Regions from separate parts of the Mus musculus genome. Here all the other regions are linked to region 1. The links are chromatin contacts, called in public promoter capture Hi-C maps. All regions are on one chromosome and are shown on one strand. Each heading gives the region's core, a stretch centred on a gene start, on an enhancer-like site or on the middle of the called end of the contact. The rest is flanking DNA. Distances are from core to core; before and after follow the strand shown.

Region 1 (3,673 bases), core at 401-2,900:
CATATTTAAGATAGTTAAATTTGAAAATGTCAATTGGAAATTTGGGAAGAAAGGCAACTTCGGCTAAGTTTATTCAACTGTCTTCATTGTTGAGGAAACTACAGTAACTTCCCTCAATCCCTCTGCTTTCCATTAGTAGTTTTGCTGCACACACATTGTGAGGCCCAGGCCCGCTGTTAGGTAGTTTAGGCATCAGTTGGTTTCAGCCTTCTGTCAGTGAAGTTCAAGTTTGGCAAGGTGCGAAAGCATGGGGCGGTGCAACTGCAGGGTTGGCTTGCTCTTCCCAGCACGTTCTAACCCTTGTAATTAGAAATGCTTTGAAAAGTTAAGAAAGAACCTTCTTGCCCATATCGCCAGTTTCTGTGGAAGGAATTTTGAAAGCCGAAACGATTTTAATTCCTGCGCATCTGGACATAACAATCCACAGAGGGGTGAAGCTTAGTGAGGTAGTTCCTACAGGTGAGCTACAATGTCAGCAGGAAGCAGGGGCCCTTTACTCTCTGCGAGAGATTAATTTATGGTGCCTTTTGCAGCAACTAGGTGTACAGAAAGCAGTACAGGAAAATTGTTTTCTTTCCCTTTGCTTCTCCGTGTTCAGGCTTCCTAGCAAACAGACCTTGTAGTATAAACACCACATGCTTGTACATTAATTGGAATTCACTGTAGTATTGCATTATGACTCATAAACAATATAACATAATGCTTGTCAAATACAGTGAGGATTTTTGAGAATGATTTTTTGAATAAGTTTATAATCATAGGAGTCCAGCCAATTTTCATATTGTTTATGTAGTTTTACTGAAAAAAAAAATGTTAAAATTCAATTTGTAATTTTAGTCTAAAACAGCAAAGTACAATATGAAGCTTTATTATTTTTCTTCTTTGAATTAGGTGACTGACAGACTTATGAAGAAACAAATTAATATAATGTTATTATTATTGATGCCTTCGTCCAATCTTTTAATGCCATTCTGCCTCTCTGCTTGACTTTAAGTAGTAATTTAAAAATATAACTCACAGCCTGCTACTGTTGTAAATGGAAATGCTTTGAAAGGTTAAGAAAGAACTGTCTTGCCCATATCGCCAGTTTCTATGGAAGGAATTTTGAAAGCCGAAAAATTGTGTTATAAAAATTGATGCTTACCATCTAACTTAACAAAACTGCTATGTTCAAGGGAGGATTTTTATTTATTTATTTATAAGAGCCCATGTTTGCCAAGTGCTTTAAAGTAAAGCAGCTGTACTCAGGATTATTGTGAAATAAATTTATGTTAAAAAAAAAAAACTATCAAACAATCCTTAGCATTCAAGAGAGTTCAAGACTCATGTGTATGTCCTGATTTTGGAGAAAATTAATACATTCAAGTTAACTTTAATGGAAACCAATGCAGAGAGTGAATTTTAAATATTCATTTTCAGGCTTGGTGAAACCTGCCAATTCCTGGCTGTGCCCACCAAGTGAACACACGAGTGTGAGTGTACGAGCTGCAGATCCCTCCTCCAGATGACTGTGATTTACACTAAATTCTCTGAACCAATGGTGCAAATATCGTTTGATGGCTTTTGTTCTAGATTTCACTTGAAACGAAATGGACCCGGTAGAGGTCAATGTGGTCTCAGCAGTTATTGCCATGGCAACAAGAACTGGTTGTTAGAAGGTTGGACAAAAGAAGAGGAGAAGTAGAAAAAAAAATCAACAAAGGCCCAAGTCAGCAACAACCTACTTACTTGATCATTCTGAGTAAGGATGGATCTATGTTTTACCAATAAATGTTGAGATTATCAATATCATGAAGTTTCTGTCTTAAAGATACACAATTTTTCTTGGATTCTCCACATAAATGGTCCATTATATATCAAATGCCAAATATGCCTGTGTATGTATGTATGTATGTATGTATGATCTGTCACTTAGAATTAGTAGCTCCATTTTTGGTTTGAGTCAATTCATACAAAGCAATGATTAATCGGGATCCAACTTCTTATTTAAACTACTGATTAGATAATTGAGTCATAACTTTACTTGACTACGAGAAACAACTGAATGTCTCAAATGATTGCAGTTGCCTTGCCCTAACCTCGCACTAGAGTTTACTGTCTGGAGAGACTGCTCAAAGCTACTCCTATAAATCCTCATATCTTCCTCATGCAGGCCCTTCCCTTGAGTGTAGTGACTTGGCTGTTCATTTTAAACACGTGCTCGGGGAAAATTGGACAGTGTTTGATTATTTATATTCTTAATCCCATTTTCTTTAAGATGCTGATCATTTTCTGACTGCTTATGTGACCAGAGAGAAATATTTAATTATTCTATAGGATGCCATATTTAATATAAAGACTAAAGTAGTTTTATGTTCTATGCCATGATGTGATTTCAGTGTTCTCATGATAGATTTAGAGAGTGTCATATGGGGACAGAGGTCTTGCCAGTTGCTTCATAGAAAAGACACTATGACCTAAGGGCATGAGAGATACTGAATAGGTTGAAATTTTTTCATCCATGATACCATATTGAATATACTAAACTACCACATGGTGAGGGAATGTTGAGTTTGGTTCCCTCTGTGTTATTTATCCATGAAAACCTCATTAAGTGCTTGCCAGTGGCACCTATTTTGATAAATAGTTCTTCAAAGCAACCTTGTGCTCTTAGGTAACCTTCTAGTGTTAGATGTTTGAAAACGGAAGCTGGAAAATATTTAGCCACTGAAACACAGCGATTCCACACAATGAAGTCACATGTGGCTGTGCTTGAAGCAGAGTTTGGACAACTTATAAAATTCTCTATTAACTGTATTTCCATGACTCAAGGTTCTGGACTCCAATATCCATTACTTCTGATAGTAAAGCTGAATTAAAATCACACAAAGGATCAAATGTGATGTGTGTATAAACATTTCGAAAGCTATAAAGTACTAAGTAAATGTCAGAATTAGAGAGCATACAGTCTAAAACAAACCCAAAATGTCATTTATTTATTTATCTAAAATTTTTTTTGAGACAAGTGTCCTGTGACCCAGGCTTCCCTTAAACTCAATATGTAGTTGATCCTCATTTTCTAATTCTCCAGCTTTTACCTCTTGCAGGTTGGGGTTATGGTCTTGTGTCACCATAGATGGTTGTATGCATAACTGGGACTGAGAAGCACCACACAAGCCCCAAGTGAGCTAGGTAAGCATTCTCCAAATGAGCTCTATCCCAAGCCCTCCTAATGCTAACTTTGGAAGGAAATTGCTTCTTTACTCGTCTCTGAATCAAACTTAAGAATGGTCTATGCAGGAAAGTGAATTTTGCTAGTTATTGCCAGTTTGAGTTTTCTGTATCATCAGTCACTCAGAAAATTTTATAGCCACTTTGATGTATTAAATAGATTTTGGGAAATAAACTTAAGCACCTTGTGGATTCTGTCTGCTGAATCAATAAGTCATGAAACTAAGACTAGTGTATCCTTTATCCTGCCCGGTAATCTGATTCTATTGATCCTGAAAATGTGAATTCCGATTAGAGACACACAGCAGCCTTTCCCCACTTCAATAAGAGTAAATAAATAGTAATATGATTTTTAGGCATTTTCATAAGGGCTAATTTATTTAAAGAACAAGGCTGAGAAGCAATCAGTGTAGGAGTCAATTGTTCTGATCATGCTTTACTGAGGAAATATAAAGTTGATTGG
Region 2 (3,646 bases), core at 12-2,511, 360 kb before region 1:
AATACATCCAGAGAGCAAAGAGAGAGTAAGAGGAGGGGGCTGGACGCTAATATCTTTAAAGGCATACCTCCAGTCACCTAAGTGGGACCCCCCTCACCCCAAAGTTTCCATCACTTCAAAGTCATGCTGTGGACAGCAGAGCAAACCTTCCATGCATAGGCCTTTGGATGGCATTTAAAATGCAAGACACAATTACTGACTTGCATTCAGCACATAAATGATGCACTACTTTGACTTCTTTGAGGCTGAGTGTATCACCCAGGATTGTCATGTGAACCTGGATGCTAGACCATGGAACAGCCTGCCATTGATGGATCACATGATAAAAATATGTTTGGTTTAGTAAGAAATGATCAAATTGTATTCTAAGGTTCTTTTATCCTTTTGTATTCCCACTAGAAGTGAGGGAGAGCTAGCATTCTTCTCCATATGTACTTCATCGCTTGTGTTGGGATGTGAGCCCTGGGAACGGGTGCCAGGCAATGCCCCATTATTTCTGTCTGTGGCTCTCTACTGACATGAAAGCCAACCATCTTTCCATAGGTTTACTGGCTATCTGTTTACCTTTGCTGAAAAGTGTCTGTTGAGAACTCTCGACCTCTCCCCCTTCCTCCTCCTCACTCCCCGACTGGACTGTTTCCCCTCTGTCCAGTTTTAAGTTTTCTTCCCATATTTCGGATTCCCCTGTGCATTTCGCAAATATCTCCTTTCAGTTTGTGGCTTTGTCTTTGCATTCTCTTAACGTTATTTATGTTTAACTCTTTAACCTTAACGTCATGGTTCAGTTATTTTTAAATACCCAAGGCATCCAAGTTTAACGACTGTGAAGAGAAGTCGAAGGGATCCCGATGTTCCCGGTTGACCACTGACCCCTTTGGTGAGCGACTGCCGTGGTAGAGCGGATCAAGCCATCAAGCTCAGGACCAGCTCAACCTCAAACCTCACCTTCTTAATGGGATCATCACTGCTACGTTCCAAGAGGCAGCCAGTGGCCTGTCCAAGTTGGCTGGGTCTAGCTGAGCTGACATTTTTGCTGACTAGAGTCATGCTATCTTTGCCAGTTCGCTGGAATAGACGCAGACACGGATTGGGTCACCACGAAGACATTCCTGTCTTGTGAAGCAAGTCTGTTTGTATTTTAGGTTTGCCAGGACTAATGAATTAAAACATTTGGACGCTCTACAGCTTGCTGTTTATCAATGCTTCTGACAGGAGGAGGGTTTTTCTTTTGCTCTTGCTTTTTCTAGAAACATGACAACATCCTGGCTGTCGGAGTGGCAAGGAAAGGAGAGAGGGGCTATGCGAGGAAGCGGAACAGGGAGGTCCCGTGGGATGGGACAGTGGGGTCCGGGGCAGAGCAGGTAGTGTGCAGCCTGGGCAGCTGTCTCTGCTCCTCAGAGTGTCGGTGGCTGCTATGCAGCAGGTGCAGACTGCTCTCTCGCTGAGTCTTGACTGCACAAACTCAACGACTGGCCAAGGCAGTGGCTGGCCCTGGATTACACAAGCGCAGACTCTCAACTAAGTGAGGTAAGGCAGCAGGTGTGAAACCCAGCTAACCGCTCTGAGCACGGGCAACTTAACTGAGGCTCCGTTACAGTGGCCGGAGAAGGACCCAGCAGCTGCTTTCCCCGGGGAGGTGCGATGGAAAGGCAAGTTGTGGATGCTGTGTGGCACTCAAAATCTACCGGATCTGGACATCACCCTTTTCAAGACAGACAGGCAGATATTTTCTGTTGTCTTGCCCTTAGCTGTGTTGATCGATTTCATTCCTCTAGCTGGAAGCCAGAGCAGAGGTTTAGTAAACCCAAGAGGCAGATTCCCGTCTCCTGTGCTTCATTTGTTGATGCGGGAAAGTGGAAAGGGATGTGTGCACCTGAAGAGGCGCGAGCTTCCCATCCCTAGAAGTCACACTCAGGCAGACTGCGCACTATAGGTCTCCCAGAAGTAAGACTTTCCCTCTCGGCTACAACTCTCGGAGCTTCTGCTTGTTTTGTTCAACTTGAGACCATCTGTGCTCTTTCCTCAGAAACAGGTGGTTCCGAGAATACTGATACCAAGCAGAAGAAACTACACACAAATGTGCCAGAGGGTTGGTTTTGTTTTTTTTGTTTTTTTTTTTTTTGAAAAGCAAGAAGTCCCGTGTTAAGTCATAGCCATTTCAGGATTCTGTCCTTTTGTAACATAAAGTTATGTTGTCATGGTGTGTAGAATGTCCAGGGCCCAGAGCTATTGTGAGGAGTAACTTGGGCGCAACAGAATTCTAAGTGGCTCATAAACATTTGCTGTGCTTTTAAGCTTTGCTGGATGGCTAATAGAGGCCCGTTTTCTTTCAGGATGGTACCTCAGATGGTTCACAATGTATCTACATCTGAATGCACATATACAAATGTAGGCCCTGAACTTGCCCACACAAGTAATTGTAAAAACAAACCCCAGTGTTCTGGATACTATTTTTAGACACAGAAAAGCTATGGGAAAGAGAAAAAAAAAACCTGACCATGAGAAAATATTCTGCTACCGCAGTTCCCAGGACCCTGCCAAGGATGGCTAAAGACAGTATTTATATTTTGCCATTTTTGGAGACATTTTCCTTAAAATATCATGCAGGTTTTTTTTGGGTTTCTGCCTACATGAGATGAATAGGAAGGAGAGAGTTTAGAAGAGGCATGACCAAAAATAGAAATGTTAATATGGGATGTTTTCCACATATTGTCTCTAAGTTTATTAACTAAATAATAATAATTTAATAAATAGAGCCACACACTCATGGGATGCCTTTGGGTGTTTGTTTGTTTAAAGGAGGGCTTCATGTAGCCCAAGCTGGCTTTGAACTCACGATTTAGTAAATATTACCTTGGATCAGCTGATCTTGCTCCCTTCCATACATGCTGGTAATTATAGCTGTGTGCCCTATGGCCAAGTTTTGTTTTGGGTTCTAGCCTGCTGTTAAGCGGTGAAACCTTGGGCATAAGTGTTTGATAGATTTCTAGGTCATCAGATAGTTAAGAATGTAATTTTCCTACTACAAATATAATGTGGTGTAAAATGGTTTGGGTTTACCTTAGATAATATTCGTCCTTTACTACCTCCCAAACAACCTATCGTATTTAATTTAGGCTTTGTGTGTGTGCTTGCGTGTCTGCACGGACGTGCAGGTGTGCACATGCACATGGAAGCCACAGGCCAACCTTTGGAGTTATGCCTCTGGTTTGGTCTTCCTTGTTCGTTGAGGCCGGGTCTTTCACTAGTTAGTGGGGCTTGCTGCCAGTTAGGCCAGGCTAGTTGTCCCAGGGGCCTCAGAGATCCGCTTGTCTCTATCTCTCCATTACTGAGGTCACAAGCTCATACTGCCATGCCCCCAGATTTTTACAGGAGAATTGAGCTCAGATCCTTCTGCTGCATGGCAAGCATATTACTGGCTGGACTCTCTCCCCAGCCCCTAGGCATGGAAAAGCAGCTTAGTCTGAGGCCATCTGACAGTCTACTAAGACTGTATCATTTTAATATTGTCCCCAATTAAAAATAATAGGCGACCCTCAAAACCAAAATTCAACTGATCAATGGAATGCAATATTGAAACTATGAAATAAGAATTTTTAAACCATGTCTCATTTATTCTGAATGTCTGTTACCGAAGTAATTTTTT
Region 3 (3,877 bases), core at 391-2,890, 470 kb before region 1:
TCTCTACCTACGTCCTGCATCCAAGGCAGTCTTGATGGTTCACATCAGAACACTACAGCTGCTGGCCAGGCATGGCGGCACAAGCCTTTAGTCCCAGCACTCGATTTAATTGAGGCATTGACTCAGGACACAGAGGCAGGAAGATGTGTGTGCAAGGCCAGTCTGGTCTATATTGAGTCTTCCATACCTGCTAGGGTTACACACTAAAGTTTAAAAAAAAAAATAGGAAGGGAAGAAAGAACTTAAGGAAGAAACTAGTTTAAGAAATATATGTAAACAAACAAATATTATAAAGCCGTTAAAATAAACACTGTGGGTGTTTGTTTGTTTGTTTGTTTGTTTTGGAGACAGGGTTTCTCTGTGTAGCCCTGGCTGTCCTGGAACTCATTCTGTAGACCAGGCTGGCCTCGAACTCAGAAATCCACCTGCCTCTGCCTCCCAAGTGCTGGGATTAAAGTGCTGCCTCCCACTGCTGGCTGCTAAAAGAAACATTGTTACTAATGTTCATGAATGGCTACCTTAAAACTGTAAAGGAAACAACAAAACATTGTTATAATTATCGGTTGTCACCTTTTTACAGAGTTTTGGATCACAGCCAGGGCCTGGTACCTGATCACACGTACATGAGAAAAGTCAGAAAAGGAATGTAGCAAGCAGTTGATAGTCAATTCAACAAAACTGAGAGATGGCTTCTGCGTCCTAGTTTATACACCTTCAGACTCTACACAAAAGATTCAGTCCCCATTTCTAAACTGGGAAGAATATGGCTGATGTGAAAACTGGGTAAGAATGTGTGGCCAGTCAGGCAGTGGTGGCACATGTCTTTAGTCCCAGCACTCAGATGGATCTCTGAGTTCAAGGGCAGCCTGGTCTACAGAGTGTATACCAGGACAACCAGGAAGGGATACACGGAGAAATCCTGTCTAGGAAGAACAAAAACAAAAACGTGTGGCATCAATGCTTAAAAAGATGGGTGGATTGCCAGCTGTAGTAGCACAGGTCCTTAATTCCAGTACTTGGGAGGCAGAGGTAGGGATTATCTCAGTGAGTCCGAGGTCAGCCTGGTCTACATAGTACACTGAAAGTTCTTTGCTAAAGTTACATGGCTTCAGTAAAATTTGCTTAGCTTTAGAGAAAATCTCATTGAGGTAGGGGCGGGTCATTCATGTTTCCGTGTGTACACATATACATACACACGCACAGAGATACACACACACACACACACACACACATGCCTTTGTCTCCGGAGAGCTGAGAGAAGCCACAGCCCCCATAGGATTATTTAAGGAGCTAAACCTAAACTCAGGTACCCAAGAGTTAACGCAGATACCCCGCACGCAGGCGCAGAATGTGGGCGGAGCCAGGAAACACCGAAGACGGTTCTGACCAATGGGCGGAAGTGCTGCTCCAGCGACCGCCCATTCGAGCCCCCATGGAAACATGGCCTTCATTCCGCTTAGCAAGGGCATCCAGTGCCACACTCACCCAGAGCTGGGGCTCCCGCACTGGCGACACCCCGGGGCCGGACGCGCTCGCAGCTCAGGTCTCACCCCAGAGAGAGAAAGGGAACGGCGCGATCTTTGAACCCTTCTTGCGGGAAGCCAGCGAGCGCTTTGCGGGCCGGCGCCTGCGCGTGAGGACGCAAGTCCCGGAAGCAGGAAGCTCCTCTCTTCTTGCTTAGCGTTCACGTCTGGAGCAGCGAAGGGGTGCTTTGACCCCCGCCGGTTGCTTTCTGGTCCTGGTTTTTATTCTTAATATTTCACCATCCCGGACTCATTGTCTTCCTGGGGACCGGGGCTGTGGCGGTGATACAGGACTGGCAAGGAATGCCAGCCAGCAGACAAAGAACAGATCCTCTTCTGCAGGTGGCAGGACTTTAATGCCTAATGCGTCTAGAAAAGAAGTATTTAATAGCTGACAGTCTTGTCATTCTCTTTTCTATACGTGACCCGTCCCTACAGAGAGAGAGAGAGAGAGAGAGAGAGAGAGAGAGAAATTCCAGGCTTAGGAAAGTGTTTGGTAGTTGCATTTTAACTAGGCTAGAAGTAAAACTCTGAGAGATTAAGTATGGTCTTAATCTCTTATTCCTACCTAACAACACTTTCCTAAGTAAGTGCTAGAGAAAAGCTCGGGGTCTCAAACAGGCCACCACTCCAACTGACGCCCCCGGGGACAAGGCAAACTTTAGTTGATCAAGTGGGCGCTCTCAGGAAAACGTGGACACAGATAGGAAATGCATTTGGTTTTGTTGGTGGTTGGCTGGTTGGATTTTTTTTATGAGGCAGTGTTTCCACGTGTAGCCTTGGCTATCCTGGAACTCTCCCTGTCGGTCAGGCTGGCCTCTGCCTCTGTCTCCACCGCCTACCAATGCATTTGGCTTTTATTTTAGCTCAGGTGGTGACTGCCTTTCCCCACTAGTTGGTGCCATACCTGGAAGTCTTAATTCAGTTTAGCTAGTCTGAAAATAATTGGTACATAGAACATGAAGGAGGGGGCGGTGGTGCACACTTTTTAATCCCAACGTGAGGGAGGCAGAGGCAGACTCAGGCACAACTCTGAGTTTGAGGCCATCCAGCCTGGTCTACAGAGTGAATTCCAGGATAGCTAGGATTACACCGGGAAAAAAAAGAGAAGGAAAGCGTTAGGGAAAAGGGTCACTGTTTTGAGGAGAGAAGGGTTACACTACTCTAGGTGATCAAATTACTGGGAAAGAGGGCTTTGCCATTTGTGTAAACAGGTTTAAACTGGAGGGCAGCGTCAAGCCTTAACGAGGTGGGAGAGAAAACTATTTGAATTCCTTGTTGGTTCTAAACACAAGTTTTATGTTATTTGCTAGGAGATGCATCTGATATTTCTTTCAGCAGGTTTGTTAATCATCAAATTAATGTGAAGCTTGCTGTTGTCCCTTCTTCAGGAGCCTTGCAGGCTGTGTTGAGTGGAGCCAACATAGGTCCACTGGAGCCATTGTTAACTGAGAATGTGGGCAGATATGGATTAGACAGTGGTGGAGATAATTCCAAATCCTGGGTTTCTAGAACCTTCCCTCTTGTGGCACTTCTTGTCTCTAAACCAGAGAGCAGTAAGACACTAAAATCGTGAGCAGGTAACTAATGTTAACCACCCTGGCTTTAAGTGGTCTTGGCTGGTAACCACGCTGGGAAGAGCTGTCAGTTTATCCCTGTTAATAAAAGGACAGAGAAAGGGGCTCCAGCATGAAAGTACTGCCTTATCCAACCATATACAATCCACTCTCTTTTCCTTATCCAACCATATACAATACACTCTTTTTTCATTTCTTTAAATCATTTTAGAAATGATTTATAAACACTTATTCATTGATAGTAGTACACACAACCTTTCAGAACTGGAAGAAAAAAAAAACCCATAAAGACAATATTTTATAGCAGCTCTCTAGCCCCATCGTGGATGTTTTGTGTTTTTGCCAATTCAATTACATAAGGACTTTTCCCTCCAGCTTTTTAAATGAAAGCTTTAAAGCAGATGTGAAGAGAGGAGCGTGCCTTGGCACACTCCCCAACATACTCCAGCCACACTCGGCCACGTCTGGATGTCCTGAAAAGCTGCAACTGCTCTCCAGTAGGAACTGCCATTTCCCTTCCTGCAAAGCACAGCAGGTTCCCTGTGGCCAAAACGTTGCTGTTTTGAAACAATAGGGTGAAGCACCCTGCCTCTATCTTAAGCTTAAAAGTTATCTTACATACAAAGAGTAAAGAAAAACTAGGCTCATTCCTGTTTATGATTATGTCTGTTTCTTCAGGATTGGCATGTGCCCCATCTGTCACCTTAACTGCAAATGGTTCTGTGCTGCCTATTATAGCATAACAACATTAACATAGTGTGATGAGTAGCAGTTGTT

The links. Promoter capture Hi-C pulls out the DNA fragments that hold promoters and counts their contacts.
Region 2: a promoter capture Hi-C map of 3T3-L1-derived adipocytes shows a contact between it and region 1, with 4 times the contacts expected there. The contact joins the promoter of Map3k7cl here to the promoter of 4930590A17Rik in region 1. A contact is called at or near these places in 14 of 39 promoter capture datasets (the 3T3-L1 cell line, 3T3-L1-derived adipocytes, HPC-7-derived erythroid cells and 9 more) and 1 of 9 other capture datasets (adipose tissue).
Region 3: a promoter capture Hi-C map of hippocampal neurons shows a contact between it and region 1, with 3 times the contacts expected there. The contact joins the promoter of Rwdd2b here to the promoter of 4930590A17Rik in region 1. A contact is called at or near these places in 2 of 39 promoter capture datasets (the 3T3-L1 cell line and hippocampal neurons).

What each region holds. Positions count from the first base shown.
Region 1 is chr16:87,907,621-87,911,293 of GRCm38.p6, forward strand. It overlaps 4930590A17Rik (RIKEN cDNA 4930590A17 gene), which reads left to right and starts at 1,651. Exons shown (of 6, transcript NR_155304.1): 1 at 1,651-1,741; 2 at 3,087-3,171. All of the region lies in intron 15 of Grik1 (glutamate receptor, ionotropic, kainate 1), which reads right to left.
Region 2 is chr16:87,552,069-87,555,714 of GRCm38.p6, forward strand. Map3k7cl (Map3k7 C-terminal like) reads left to right here and starts at 1,262. Exons shown (of 5, transcript NM_144854.2): 1 at 1,262-1,527.
Region 3 is chr16:87,438,952-87,442,828 of GRCm38.p6, forward strand. It overlaps Rwdd2b (RWD domain containing 2B), which reads right to left and starts at 1,641. Exons shown (of 5, transcript NM_016924.2): 1 at 1,486-1,641.